2 separate regions of the Sus scrofa genome follow, and region 1 is linked to region 2. The links are chromatin contacts, called in public HiChIP or PLAC-seq maps. All regions are on one chromosome and are shown on one strand. The core of a region is the stretch at or near the end of the contact, and the rest is flanking DNA. Distances in the headings are between cores, read along the strand shown.

Region 1 (7,047 bases), core at 3,342-5,841, 83 kb before region 2:
TACAAACAAATAAATATTGAGTAAAGTTTTTCTGCAGCTCTTCTTTTTTCCCTATCTTCCAAAAGTAAAATAAATAAAAGAAACAGCTGCATTTCTGTCATGGAACATATATCCACTGGAGACATTATTTAAGAATGTTTAAGAGGAGTTGGAGTTCCTGTCATAGCGCAGTGGTTAACAAATCCGACTAGGAACCATGAGGTGGCAGGTTAGGTCCCTGGCCTTGCTCAGTGGGTTAAGGATCCGGCGTTGCCCTGAGCTGTGGCATAGGTTTCAGACACAACTTGGATTTCATGTTGCTGTGGCTGTGGTGTAGGCTGGTGGCTACAGCTCCGATTAAACCCCTAGCCTGGGAACCTCCATATGCCGCGAGAGGCAGCCCTAGAAGAGGCAAAAAGACAAAAAAAAAGAATGTTTAAGAGGAGTTTAAGTTTGCAAAAACTGAAATCAGTACCCAGCTGGGCCTCTTTCCTCATTCATTATCTGCATAATCATCTCAGAAAGTAAGCAGAATGGTCACAGGGAAACATTTACTTTAAGGCATACTTTAAGGCTATTGGCATAGGTAGGTAACCCAGTTAGACAGATAGCTTAGGTCAGCATCATTTATGCAAGCAGGGGAGTGTCTAAAAATGTGGTTCCATCTCCTCTGTCAAATGCAATGTCACTAAATCATACTAATTTCCATATTCCCCAGGAAAACAATTCGAAGACGACCTGTGTTCCCAAGCTAAATAACAACTTTGAATTAAAACCTGCGCATCAAGAAAAGTTTCCTTCAGAGCTTCAAACTATGAATCAGCCACCATAGGCCCCCAGCTTTCCAGATGCCCATGGAAATAACTAGGCACTGACTAGCAGGTCAAAATTATACTGCGGGAGAAAAAACAAAAGCCTTCAAAGAAAAATGAAAGAAAGGAAGAAAGAAAGAAGAGTGTTCTTTGTAACAAATAGAGAACAAACTAAAAAACACTTAAGAAATATTACATGTCAGTTCAGCAATTAAAAATTGGCACCCATTTTTGCCATCCTGCAAATCAAAAAAAACCAAGAAAAAAAAACGTTATTCAGGAACCCTGTGTATCAATCTCTCAATCAGATACCGAGACTGGTTTATTTTCATTTTTCACATATTTATCCAATTTTTCAAAGTAATCCCAAAGGGTCAAAGGTGGAAGTAATTCTGCTTGAAAACCATTTGGAGACACACAAATGTCAGAGCAAAAGTTAAATAAACAAAGAGCCCAAGAACACATTATGCTTCACAACACATTCTACTAGGAAAAATAAAATTTTAAAACTAAACTAAGCAAGAAAATAAATAACTTTATTGGAATCCTAGCTACCTAGCAGATTATTTACATAAGCAACCTAGGAGTTCCCGCTGTGGAGAAATGGGATGGTGGCGACTTGGAAGAGCTGGGTTGCAGGTTTGATTGGCGATCCCTCGTTGCCACAGCTGTGGCTTAGGTTGTGACTGTGGCTCAGAACTGATCCCTGGCCCCAGGACTCCATATGCCTTGGGACAGCCAAAAAAAAAAAGGAAAAAAAAAAAAAAATGGTAGTACACTGGCGGTCATATTCCATAGGGAAAAAAATTGACAATCTGTCACCTTGCCCAAACCGTTTTCCAAAATGTGTGGCTCAGAATTGACTTTACTCACATGATTTTTTTTTTTTAATTTTTTTGGCTTTTTGCCTTTTCTTGAGCCACTCCTGTGGCATATGGAGGTTCCCAGGCTAGGGGTCCAATCAGAGCTATAGCCACCAGCCCACGCCACAGTGACAGCAACGCAGGATCGGAGCCGAGTCTTCGACCTACACCACAGCTCATGGCAACACCGGATCCTTAACCCACTGAGCAAGGCCAGGGATCGAACCCGCAACCTCATGGTTCCCAGTCGGATTCATTAATCACTGCACCACGATGGGAAATCCACATGATTTTTTTTTTAAATGTGTGAGTGCCTATATGCTACATACTCTCAATATATACATGCCGAAAATACTTTCCTTTGTCATCATTTTAACATCCATCTGTCTGACCAGGCCTGCATCTTCCTCTTCCTCAGTGCTTTGGTTAATGATACGCTAAAGTTCTGACACAGAATGAGGACTACTGAACAAAGCTGACCCCTGATTGGCTGACCCCTGATTGAAATAATGACCAACATGGGATTCTCAGCAAAGAGGGTTAAATGCAATACGTTGTGAGTCTACGTAAGCGCACTGGTGAAAAGCCACATTCTGAGAGTAGGAACTCTCAGGTGAAGAGCATTGGGAAGGGAAAAAAATACGTTTGGTTTGTAGCAAACTTTGAGGTATACCCTTGATGTAAAAATAAAATTGGGGGAGGGAGTCGTGCAGAAAAGCCATTTATGTATCTACAAGATATCTATGCCAACTTTATAATCCCACAATGCTTTCAACAACACAGAGCTATCCAAATGTATTTTTGGACAAGGGAGGCACTCATGGTTTCTGGCAGGAGGCACTTGGGATCTGAGTTAAACTGCCCTTGACTGTTGAAATCAGGTCAAAAGGACAGCTTACTGCCATCATGTTAAGCACATGCCAAAATTATCCAAGAGTTATGAAGACCAGTACTACTGAAAACTGCTTACATCTATCCCTTGAGCAAAGACATTTTAGGAAGTGTTCATATCTGTCCATTATAAAGTGCCACTCGGGTATCTTTACATCAGTAACTTCCACAATGAAAACACAGGCAGTTTTAATATTCTGAAAATATTTCCTAACGACACTATAAAAAAATAACAAATCCACCCCGATAAATTCAAATGCTCTGGAAATCTCCCAAATGCACTTCAGGAAACGTGGACTCCACTATCCTCTTTATTAGCAAGAGGAAGAGATATATTAGTCTACAGGAGGTGAAAAAAAAAAAAAGGATCCCAAATGAATCCCCTTAGGTTTGTTGTGGATATATATTTAGATGTGGGAATAGAGAAACGAACAGGGGAGCAGTGAAAAATATTCATTAATTCTAATTCCACAAATATCTTTTAAAACATTTCAGTAAAGGTGGATCCAACTCACAGATCACACTCCAAACCATCATTTAAGAAGAATTTTCCTGTACATTCTACACTACATCACCAGCACCTCCCTCCTCTTCTCTAAGAGTCCAGTCAAGGGAGGTGCCTACCTCGGTGGTCTGTAGAAAATGACTAAGGTGGGGAAAAAAAAAAAAAAAATCAGCGAGAACGCACTACCGAACAATTATAACCGAGATCTTTTATACGCAATGGTACATTTATTTTTCTCCTAGTCTACGACACCATAGCTGTTTTTCAAAACCATCATCATCTGTCACCTTAGTTGCTCAGTCCGAAACCACCGACAGCCTCCTTCCTCCCCCGCCCCGGAGGATGGTGCCGAGGACTGAAGGGGCCTTGCTGCACATTCCCAGTCTGAAGCCCAGAAAAGCCAGTGGAGCTTCAGAGACTCCAAATTCCTTGGCTGCTGCAACCCGGAGTCTCGTCTTTGTCACGCCCTGTGAAATCCCTACCGAAAACGGCTGCTAAAAGAGACAACAGCCACGAGGCCTTGAGATTACAGTGCTCTTCTGGCAAAGCAAACCCCACGTCCTCAGATCGACACCACCCAGGGCTCTGCATCCTTCTCTATTCTGATCCCCTGAAAAGCTCACCTTTGGACAGTTGGCGATCCTGGGCGCGGCTCCCGGGCTCAGACAGATGAGTGGCCAGGGCAACACGCGCAGGAAGCACCGCGTCCGGACCGCGCGGCACTGCAGGCGGCTGGGGTACCGCACTTTCCGCCGCGCGGTCTCGCCTGCCAACCACCCGCTCCGCGTACAGATTCCGGCTGTCGCCCCGTCGCCCTCAGCCCTGCCGCGGCAGCAGCGACGGCGCGGAGCTCGAGCCCCGCGGCATCCTCGCGTCCGGGGTTTGCTGCTGGGCGACTCTGGGCCGCGCGAAAGGGAAACACGAGCAGGCAGGTGCTGTCTTCTCGCGTCCGTCGTCCCTTCCGAGGTCTCTTCCTCCTTCCGACCCAGCCCACCACATTCGCTCCGCAGGCGCCTCCAGCCTGCGGTCAAGTTCAGGCCGAGCGCAGAGTCTGTGCAGGAAAGGCCTGCAGCCCGAGGCTCAGCCAGGGTGAGGCTGAGCCCCGCCCCGACACGCTGCTCCAGACCTCGAAAGGGAAAAAAGCGGCGCACAGAGCACCCAGACTGACAGCCGGGCTCGGACGCGTTCCTCTCCCCTCCCCGGGGAACCCTCCTCCGTTTACTCTCCATTCCGCGGATCCAGAGCGGTGGGATGCGACCCCGCCTGTAAATAATACCATAAACGGTTAACAAATAAATGAAGGACACGCTCCAGGCTCTTACCTCGTGATGGTAATGTCCCTGGGAAATTTTTAATGAGCCAGCGGACGGCTGGAGATGGGCTTTCCGTCAATACGACTGCCTTCTCCGTTGTTTCCAATCTCTGGAGCAAGCAGTTAGAACAGCCACCGACTGGCTCCTCAGCTGGAAAACCTCGAGAATTTGTCCCCGGTTTTGGGCTAGTGGGAGGGGGGGAAAGGCTGTTCCTGCTTTCTGACCGCCGCTCTGGCCAATCCGCGTTTGGCAAGGCGGGGCGCCCGCCCTCAGTCTCAACCAATCACCGGTTCCGATGGGACCGAGCCTCCCCGCGAGTGCCGTTTGACTTGGCTGCCTTTCAGCCCCTCACGGTAGAGCGACGCAGACTTGGACCAGTAGCTGCCGAGGGAAGATATCCGCCCTCCCGAAGGCGTTGGTGAGCTGGCCAATGAGAAAGCGCCCCCGCGATGGGTGGGGTCGAGACATGTGGTACCAAACCGGCGGCTCGCGGAGAGGGGGTGTGCCGCCTGAGGCAATAAGGCCCTAGTGTGACGACCAGGAAAGCAAGAACGGAATGCCAACACTATGCCAGGCAAAAAGGTTGAAAGGCCTCTGGTGCCATTGCTGTTCTTTGAAAAACTCACCGTGCGACGTTCTTCGTGACTGAACAGACATCTCGGGATCCCTCGAGAGAGTCGATTCATCATTCGACAGGTGTTTCCACGTGTGTGGAGGACCTTTTGCATACCAGGCATGCGATTTTGACCCAAGCAGACTTGATAGCTACCTTCATAAAGCTCCCAGTCTAATGAGGCGGAAGAGGGAGAAAACAAAGAGGTAAATAAGCAAATAACATAATAAATCAAAGAAGGAAGTAGACAAGGTGTAAATATAGAAAATAATAGGAGGTTGAGGTTCAATATGGAGGGTCGTTATATAAGAACGTTATAACATTTAAACAAAGAGTGGGGAGATCAGAAGCCTTGGAACCTGGAAGGTAATGATTGTCCTGGGCAGAGGAGACGGCAGAGCAAAGGTGTTTAAGTGGGACAGCTTGACATTTTGGAAAAACAGAAGGCCAGTGTGGTTGTAGTTTAAGAGGGAAGGAGAGCGCTGAGCCCAAGGACTAGAGGCTCTGTGGTCATCAGGCCTGACAGTGTAGCCAAGATTTGGAATTTGCATTACATTTTAAATTTAATGAGACTCTCAAGGCATTTTAAGAAAAGGAGTAAAAGGATGGGGTTCAGACTTTAAATCACTTTGGTTGGTAGAAGAGGTTACTGGGAGACAGGTTAGGAGATAGGATCAGAGGGGATTCAAGGTGGAAGACGACCTGGTTTACACTGGCAATACCACTGGAGATAGAGAAAAGCAGAGAGACTGGAGACTTTAAAGATAAATCACTGGCTTGTTTTGACCCATTCGGTATCCTGGTCCTGGCACAACTGTTTGGAATCCTGTTCATTGAGTACTCTATTTACAGAGTGATTCTCACCTTGACGGCCCCCAAGTTCTAGTAATGAGATTGAAGATTGTGTTGGGTTGAAATTCAGTTTTCATGGGCTTCCTGGAATTTTCTGTCTTTGAGGGCCACACTCACGGCACATGGAAGTTCCCAGGCTAGGGGTCAAATCAGAGCCACAGCTGCCCGCCTACAACACAGCCATTGCAAAGTGGGAGCCAAGCCACGTCGGCAACCTGCACCACAGATCATGGCAACGCCAGATCCTTACCCACTGATCAAGGCCAGGGATAGAACCTGTGTCCTCATGGATACTAGTCAGGTTCATTACTGCTGAGTCACAGTGGGAACTCCTGGACTTTTTTTTAACTTTATTGAATTATACACACACACACACACACACACACACACAGAGAAAAGTGCACATATCCCAAGCTGTTTATAGCTCTATGAATTTTTACAATTTGAGCACATCTCTGTATCTGCCACCTAAATCAGGAAAAAAATCATTAACAACAAAGAACCTTATAATACTGCTTTCCGGTTGTTGCCTAACCTGACTTTCAACAACATAGCTTAGTTTTGCCAAATCTTTGACTTGGTTTTTATAGAATTGTTTCAGGAAGAGGGAGGCCTTCCAGAGCCCAAGAATGAGCTCTTGTCTAACACTTGGAAATGAATTGTTCGAGGAGACACATGAGCTGACAAGGAAAAAGACTTTATTGAGAAGGGAGAGCTGCAGGGTGAGGGAACCCAGGAGAAGCGCTCTGCCAAGTGGCTCACAGTCTCAGGTTTTATGGGAATGGGTTTAGTTTCCCAGCTGTCTCTGGCCAGTCGTCTTGCTCAGTCCATACTTGGTCTGGCGCAGGGACCTTCTTGGTGGTGGGCACCTACCTCCCTCAGCCGAGACTTGGTCCAGCACCAAGGATTCTGGGAGGTTGGTTGTCTCCTCCCTCCCACTGACCCCTCCCTAAGCCTCCCTTTGGTCTTCAGCGCAATGCCGCAATGCATTATAATATAATATATATTATAATATATTATAATATATATTATAATATAATTATAATATAATTATATATATATTATATATATTATATTATATAATATATATATAAAATATAATATATATAATATAATTATAATATAATATATATAATATATATAATATAATATAATATATAATATAATATATATATAATATATTATGATATATATTATAATATAATATAATATATATAAT
Region 2 (7,107 bases), core at 3,823-6,322:
AGTGAAGCAATGTTTTAAGTACAAACTGTGGGTCATCCTCAATTTGTTATTGGGTAACAAGTTTAGAAGCCCTTGGTTTGAACGGCAACAGTTTCTAGGATTCAGAAGCATTTTTCTTCTTTCTCCTCAGTTCAGGACAATGAGCTTGCAGGTGGACTCCAGATAAATGTAGAGTTATAATGTATGCATTACGAAGTAACATAGTAATAATATACTAACATAGGAGAATAGCATTTTGTCATTTCTTCCCTAGGTAATTTAAATACCAATATCTTGCAATAAGCATGGGTAATAAAATCATAAACATCTTGTGGATAATTATAAGATTACCTACTGAAAAGAAATGTCAGCCATAAAAAATAAACCAAGTTGTTGCCTAAGAGTAAAGAGACCAGGTTGACTAATACTGCCACCTGGCGTTAAAATTTAAAACTACCATTTCTTGTCTCTAGGGAGCCTGAAAAGTTGGGGTTGGAGCAGGTGGTTTCTCCTCCTGCTGACTTGTGCTGGCCGTCCTAATTGTCTTGTCCCTTTTTGAAGAGCTACTAGATGATATTTTACAGAGAGCTTCCTGGAGGTATCTGGGACAGCAGCTGGAGTGTAATCACAAACCACGCTAATACATGGAGTGCGGTCCATTTTCCGTTTGTTCTAAGAGCTGTCCTGGCTAAGTACCATGGTGATGGGCTTTGAACTCAGAAGCATAGGGGGTTAAGCATAAGTGGGTGTAGGAAGGGGATGACAGGGGAAACGCACTGGAAATGCAATACCCCTCCCTCCCTCTTTTCAGATGTCGTTCCAGCCGATCAAGTATTGACTGTGGGCCCACTTCCCCCTAACTGGTTTGTTCTGTTTTCCTCAAGCCCATGTGCCACATGATGACCTGTGGTAAACTCATCCTCTCTCTCATCCTCTTTCCAACAGCCGTCTCACCTCCCTGTGTGAAAGTGCAGTTTGGTGGAAAGAGGGCAGAGAAGGCGCAAAGTTTGAATCTGGTCCCCCATTTATCTTACTATTTATCTTAAACAAGTCACTACAATTTCCCCAGGACTCCAGTTATTCATATCTGCGTGGGGTATATAATATGAACCTTATGAGCTGGTTGTCTAGCTTCAATGGGGAAGTGTGTTGTGAGAGAAACTGGCAAGCGGTTACGAAGTTAGGAAACTATTTTCTTCCCCTTTTCTCATTCTCTTGTCCTCCATAAATCACTGTTAGGGAAAATTAGTAAAAAACGAAACCTAGGCTGTTGGTATAAGATATTAGGTATAAATAATCTTCAAAGTTCGATTTTATTATTTTATTTTATTTTATTTTATTTTATTGTTTGTCTTTTTGGCTTTTCTGGGGCAGCTCCCGTGGCATATGGAGGTCCCCAGGCTAGGGTCAAATGGGAACTGTCGCTACCAGCCTACACCATAGCCACAACAACATCAGATCCCAGCCACATCTGCGACCTATACCACAGCTCACGGCAATGCCTGATCCTTAACCCACTGAGCAAGGCCAGGGATTAAACCCACAACCTCATGGTTCCTAGTCGGATACATTAACCACTGAGCAGCCAGAGCGCAACTGACCAGTTTCGTTTTCCCGAGGAGCCTCGGGTTTGTTTCGGTTTCTAGTAGTTTTATTTTCAAAAGGAAACTGAAAGCCAAACTAAATTGGACTGCCTGCCTCTGAGCAAAGTTGCCTTTCGAGACCAGTCCTTACCTGCGCGAATCTATCTGAACAGAGTAACTTTCCAAACGTGCTTTGTGCTTTGGGCACCTGTAACTCCCTCAGAATTACTGTAGAGCCTCTTTTTTTCCTAAAATTAATGTACCTAATAGTAGTTAACATATGTATTATGTAAATATATGTGGTAGCGATTTTACTATCATTGTAGAAAAATAGGGAAAGAAATCGCTAATCATTGCAGTTCCCGTCCCGGCTCAGTGGTTACAACCCCCCCACTAGGATCCAAGAGGATGCAGGTTCCATCACTTAGTGGACTAAGCATCTGGAGTTGCCAGTGATGTGTGGTGTAGGCTGCAGACGCTGCTGGGATCCTGCATTGCTGTGGCTGTGGTGTAGGCTGGCAGTTGCAGCTCTGATTCAACCCCTAGCCTGGGAACTTCCATATGCAGAAGGTGCGGCCCTGAAAAGCAAAAACAAACAACAACAACAACAACAACAAGCAAAAAGAGAAATCACTAATAACAACAGCAACAACAAAAAGAGAAATCACTAATAATTCTAGCACCAGAAGACAACTCCTAATATTTTGATGCATTTCTATTTTGCCTTTTTTTATTATATTTTTAATTTTTATAAAATCTTGTCATTATACAGTTTTATATATGCAGAGCTTATATAACTGTAAGTTGCTTTTTCACGAAACATAATATCATGAACATATTTACCTTTTTTTTTTTTTTTTTGTCTTTTTGCCTTTTCTAGGGCTGCTCCCACAGCATATGCAGGTTCCCAGGCTAGTCGGATTCATTAACCACTGAGCCACCACGGGAACTCCTAAAGTTCGATTTTAAAGATACAATGACAGTCAATGTCCGCTGCTTTTCTGTTTATCACCCGTGTGTTCTCTGAGAAAGGAAAGCTTATCAGACTTGGTTATTTAATGGAAAGAAAAAACCAGGAGCTATTCCACTTACTGATCTATAATTTAGACCAGTCACCTTCACTTCCCTGAGTCTCGCTTCTTCATCTGGGAACAGATAGTTTCCTTCTTATGACCATTTACTCTGTGCTTGTGAGGACAGAGGGTGAAATAGCTGGAAGGATTTTGTAAAGTCTAAAGTAAATACTAATGTAGGCGTTCCCGTCATGGCTCAGTGGTTAACGAATTCGACTAGGAACCATGAGGTTGCGGGTTCGATCCCTGCCCTTGCTCAGTGGGTTAAGGATCTGGTGTTGCCGTGAGCTGTGGTGTAGGTCGCAGACGTGGCTTGGATGTGGCGTTGGCGTTGGTGTGGCTGTGGTGTAGGCAGGCAGTGACAGCTCCGATTAGACCCCTGGCCTGGGAACCTCCATATGCCACAGGAGTGTCAAAATGTAGAATCATTTTGGCAAAAAGACAAAATAAATAAAATAAATACTAATGTAGATAATAATTATATTTTCTTTGTTCCTTGTTATACCCCTCGTGGATATTTGGTAAATATTTTAAAAAATTAACTGCAAGCTTTACCTAATTAATTCATCTAATAGTTATTGGGTATTTACGAAGGGCCACGCGCTGTTTTGTGTAACAGACCCGTCGCTAGGATTTGGTGTGGCTGCACAGGCTGGCTGGGCCATGGTGACACAGCAGAGCGGTACGGAGTGAGAGCAGTGTCACGTCGGGGGGAGCGTGGCTTCGGAGGTCATCGTCCGTTGCCCAGAAAGCCGTCCTGGATGTTGTGGAGTCCACGAAGCACTTCACAGAGATGGGGCATTTGAGACACACATCGTTTCATAAACAGAAAAGGCGAGAAGAAAACCCTCTTCTCGGAATGATACAGAATGAACAAAGGCGTGGATTTGGAAAAAATCAAGTAGGAAAAGGCGAGCTGTTCATTGTGACAGTAAACTGTGTGTGTGTGTGTGTGTGTGTGTGTGAGAGAGAGAGAGAGACAGAGACAGAGACAGAGACAGAGAGAAAGGGAGAGAGAGAATGAATGAATGAAATTGCAGTTACCAGCGAATCACAGAGGGCCTTAAATTACACACAGAAGATTTTGCGTTTATCATTCCATACCATTAGGCCGACCACCCTGCAAAAAGTTAAGTGACACGATCAGAACTGTGTTGACAGTCCTTGTTGACAGCACTTCCTGAAATCAGCCGTGCCGACAGGCGTCTCCGTTATGTGACCGTCAGAAGAGGCTAAGGAACACCCCCCAAAAGCTCAGGGGCTTATAAGAACAAAGATTTCTCTCTCATTTATAGTACATCGATTAGCTGCAACCCTGTTGAAGCTTGTTTGTTTTTTTTTTGTTTTGACCTGGGACCCAGAATGATGGAACAATCTCTATCTAGAAAATCACCAATTATTGTCATGGAGGAAAAAAGAGAGTAGGGAAAATAAGAACTGGCCCTTTTGAAAATGATTTTTATTTTTTCCACCATAGTCGACTTACAGTGTCTGCCAAGTACTGGCTCTTAAATGGTCTGCCTGGAAGACATTTCCTGCTTGCATGCCATTGGCCAGAGCAAATTCACATGCTCCAACTTGACGCCACAGGGTGGAGAGGACAGCAAATATTTTTGAATAATAACAATACAATCTACCAGTAAATTTCCCTTTTGCTTAGGCGAACTTAGGTCATGTTTTCCGTCACTCGCAACCCACAGAACCTTAACTGAGAAAACCCCTTGAAAGAATCAAATTAGATATTTTATATAAATTAGTCAACCCATGGTAAACATGATTATAGATGGGAGCTACGGTTTCCAAGTGCGTGAACACAGTCAACTGAGAATTCTACTTTTTCTAGAATTTTCTCTATTTCTTTATTCACTATCTCGCTGACATTTGAGTTCTTTTACTGTGGCACACACTGTACTTAGTACTGGGGACAGAAACTGCACATTACATTTACAGTTTTGTTCTCCAGGTGATTTTTTAAAATAAATTTATTTATTTATTTACTTACTTATTTATTTATTGCTCTTTAGGGCTGCACCTGCGGCATAGGGAGGTTCCCAGGCTAGGGGTCGAATCAGAGCTGTAGCCACCGGCCTGTGCCACAGCCACAGCCGCAGCCACGCCAGATCTGAGCAGTGTCTGTGACCTACACCGCAATTCACGGCCACACCGGATCCTTAACCCACTGAGTGGGGCCAGGGATTGAACCTGCGTCCTCATGGATGCTAGTCTGTTCGCTAACTGCTGAGCCATGACGGCAACTCCCAGAGTAATTCTTTTAAAGTTAAAGATCATATCACTTCTCTGCTCAAAAGTCTCCAAATGCTCCACTTCACCCTTCATCCCAGATATGAACATGACTCATTTCACTCATTTCCTTTCCCAGGCCCTTGGCTCTCTGCTCAAATGTCACTTCATCAGAGAGCCCTTCCCTGATATCTTATCAAAAACGCTAATTCTTTCTGTCCCTATCCTCTGTTCCTTTACTGTTTTATTTTTCTTCATGTGGCCACTTGACATTTTACTGTTTATTTGCATGTAAACAGGAGAATGAATACAAGCATCACGAGGATTTTGCACTTTCAGTGCCAAAAACAGTCTAGAAGAGGCATGCTGATGCTTTTACTAAGTACTCTAGGCATTATTCCAACACAATATTATCTATTAAATTATGTTAGATTTGCTGTATTACTGTCCACATTTCATTGGCATGGTAGCGGAGGCACAGAATCGTTAAGTATCTTGCTCAGAGTCGCACAGCTTGTAAACGGCTTAGCTAGGATGCAAATCCAGACGCTTTTCTTTTGGGGTCCCTCTGCTCCTTAGCACTTGCCGGCTTACGTTTGATTCCGAAAGCGGTTCGTGGGGAGGCGTCGGGATGACGAGTGCCGGGGCAGTGCTGGGGACAGAGGGCGGGGAGCGAGCTGGACCCCAGCGCGCTTTCAGCAAGGGCGCGGTTCACTTAGCCTGGTGTTTTCCGGAAAGTCAGCGCACATCCGTCTGACTTGCTGGCCGAGCGGGCAGGAGCGCAAGGACTCGGGCAGGCGGCTGTGTGCGGGAGCGCGATGTATTTCTGCTGGAGCGGGGACCGCCCCAGGTCGCAGAACCCGGGGCCGGCGGGCCCGGGAGGCGACGCGCTGCTGCAGGCGGCCAGCGGGGAGCGGCACTCTCTGCTGCTGCTGAGCAACGGCGCGGTCCAGTCGTGCGGGGACAACAGCCACGGCCAGCTGGGCCGGAAGGGCGTGCAGCGCGGGGAGCGACCAGGTGAGCGCCGGGACGCAGGTGCGGGGCGCGGGGTCAGGCAGGTGGCGGGGCTGGGAGCCTTGGGTCCGCCTGGCCATAGGAGCCGGGAGAACGGTGCTCCGCGCAGCCAGAGCGCAACTCACCAGTTTCGTTTTCCCGAGGAGCCTCGGGTTTGTTTCGGTTTCTAGTAGTTTTATTTTCAAAAGGAAACTGAAAGCCAAACTAAATTGGACTGCCTGCCTCTGAGCAAAGTTGCCTTTCGAGACCAGTCCTTACCTGCGCGAATCTATCTGAACAGAGTAACTTTCCAAACGTGCTTTGTGCTTTGGGCACCTGTAACTCCCTCAGAATTACTGTAGGGCCTCTTTTTTCCCTAAAATTAATGTACCTAATAGTAGTTAACATATGTATTATGTAAATATATGTGGTAGCGATTTTACTATCATTGTAGAAAAATAGGGAAAGAAATCGCTAATCATTGCAGTTCCCGTCCCGGCTCAGTGGTTACAACCCCCCCACTAGGATCCAAGAGGATGCAGGTTCCATCACTTAGTGGACTAAGCATCTGGAGTTGCCAGTGATGTGTGGTGTAGGCTGCAGACGCTGCTGGGATCCTGCATTGCTGTGGCTGTGGTGTAGGCTGGCAGTTGCAGCTCTGATTCAACCCCTAGCCTGGGAACTTCCATATGCAGAAGGTGCGGCCCTGAAAAGCAAAAACAAACAAACAACAACAACAAACAAAAAGAGAAATCACTAACAACAACAACAAAAAGAGAAATCACTAATAATTCTAACACCAGAAGACAACTCCTAATATTTTGATGCATTTCTATTTTGCCCTTTTTTATTATATTTTTGATTTTTATAAAATCTTGTCATTATACAGTTTTATATATGCAGAGCTTATATAACTGTAAGTTGCTTTTTCACGAAACATAATATCATGAACATATTTACCTTTTTTTTTTTTTTTTTGGTCTTTTTGCCCTTTCTAGGGCCGTTCTCTTGGCATATGGAGGTTCCCAGGCTAGGGGTCTAATTGGAGCTGTAGCCGCCGGCTTACGCCACAGCCACAGCAACACAGGATCTGAGCCACATCTGCAGTCTATACCACAGCTCACGGCAACACTGGATCCTTAACCTACTGAGCAAGGCCAGGGATCAAACCCGCAACCTCATGGTTCCTAGTCGGATTCGCTAACCACTGAGCCATAATGGGAACTCCCATGTTTACC

Evidence for each region. HiChIP or PLAC-seq counts read pairs in DNA pulled down with a chosen protein or histone mark.
Region 1: an H3K27ac HiChIP or PLAC-seq map of alveolar macrophages shows a contact between it and region 2. The contact joins the promoter of PPM1K here to the promoter of HERC6 in region 2. A contact is called at or near these places in 2 of 5 promoter capture datasets (fetal skeletal muscle and liver), 3 of 47 Hi-C or Micro-C datasets (alveolar macrophages, embryonic fibroblasts and epiblast stem cells) and 2 of 2 datasets of contacts at active chromatin or transcription factors (alveolar macrophages and skeletal muscle).

Annotation. Positions count from the first base shown.
Region 1 is chr8:130,745,751-130,752,797 of Sscrofa11.1, reverse strand. It overlaps PPM1K (protein phosphatase 1K, mitochondrial), which reads right to left and starts at 4,591. Exons shown (of 7, transcript XM_021101768.1): 1 at 4,373-4,591. It overlaps LOC110262191 (a long non-coding RNA gene), which reads left to right and starts at 4,721. Exons shown (of 4, transcript XR_002346875.1): 1 at 4,721-5,182.
Region 2 is chr8:130,663,556-130,670,662 of Sscrofa11.1, reverse strand. It overlaps HERC6 (probable E3 ubiquitin-protein ligase HERC6), which reads left to right and starts at 5,072. Exons shown (of 22, transcript XM_021100765.1): 1 at 5,072-5,893. The coding sequence starts at 5,695.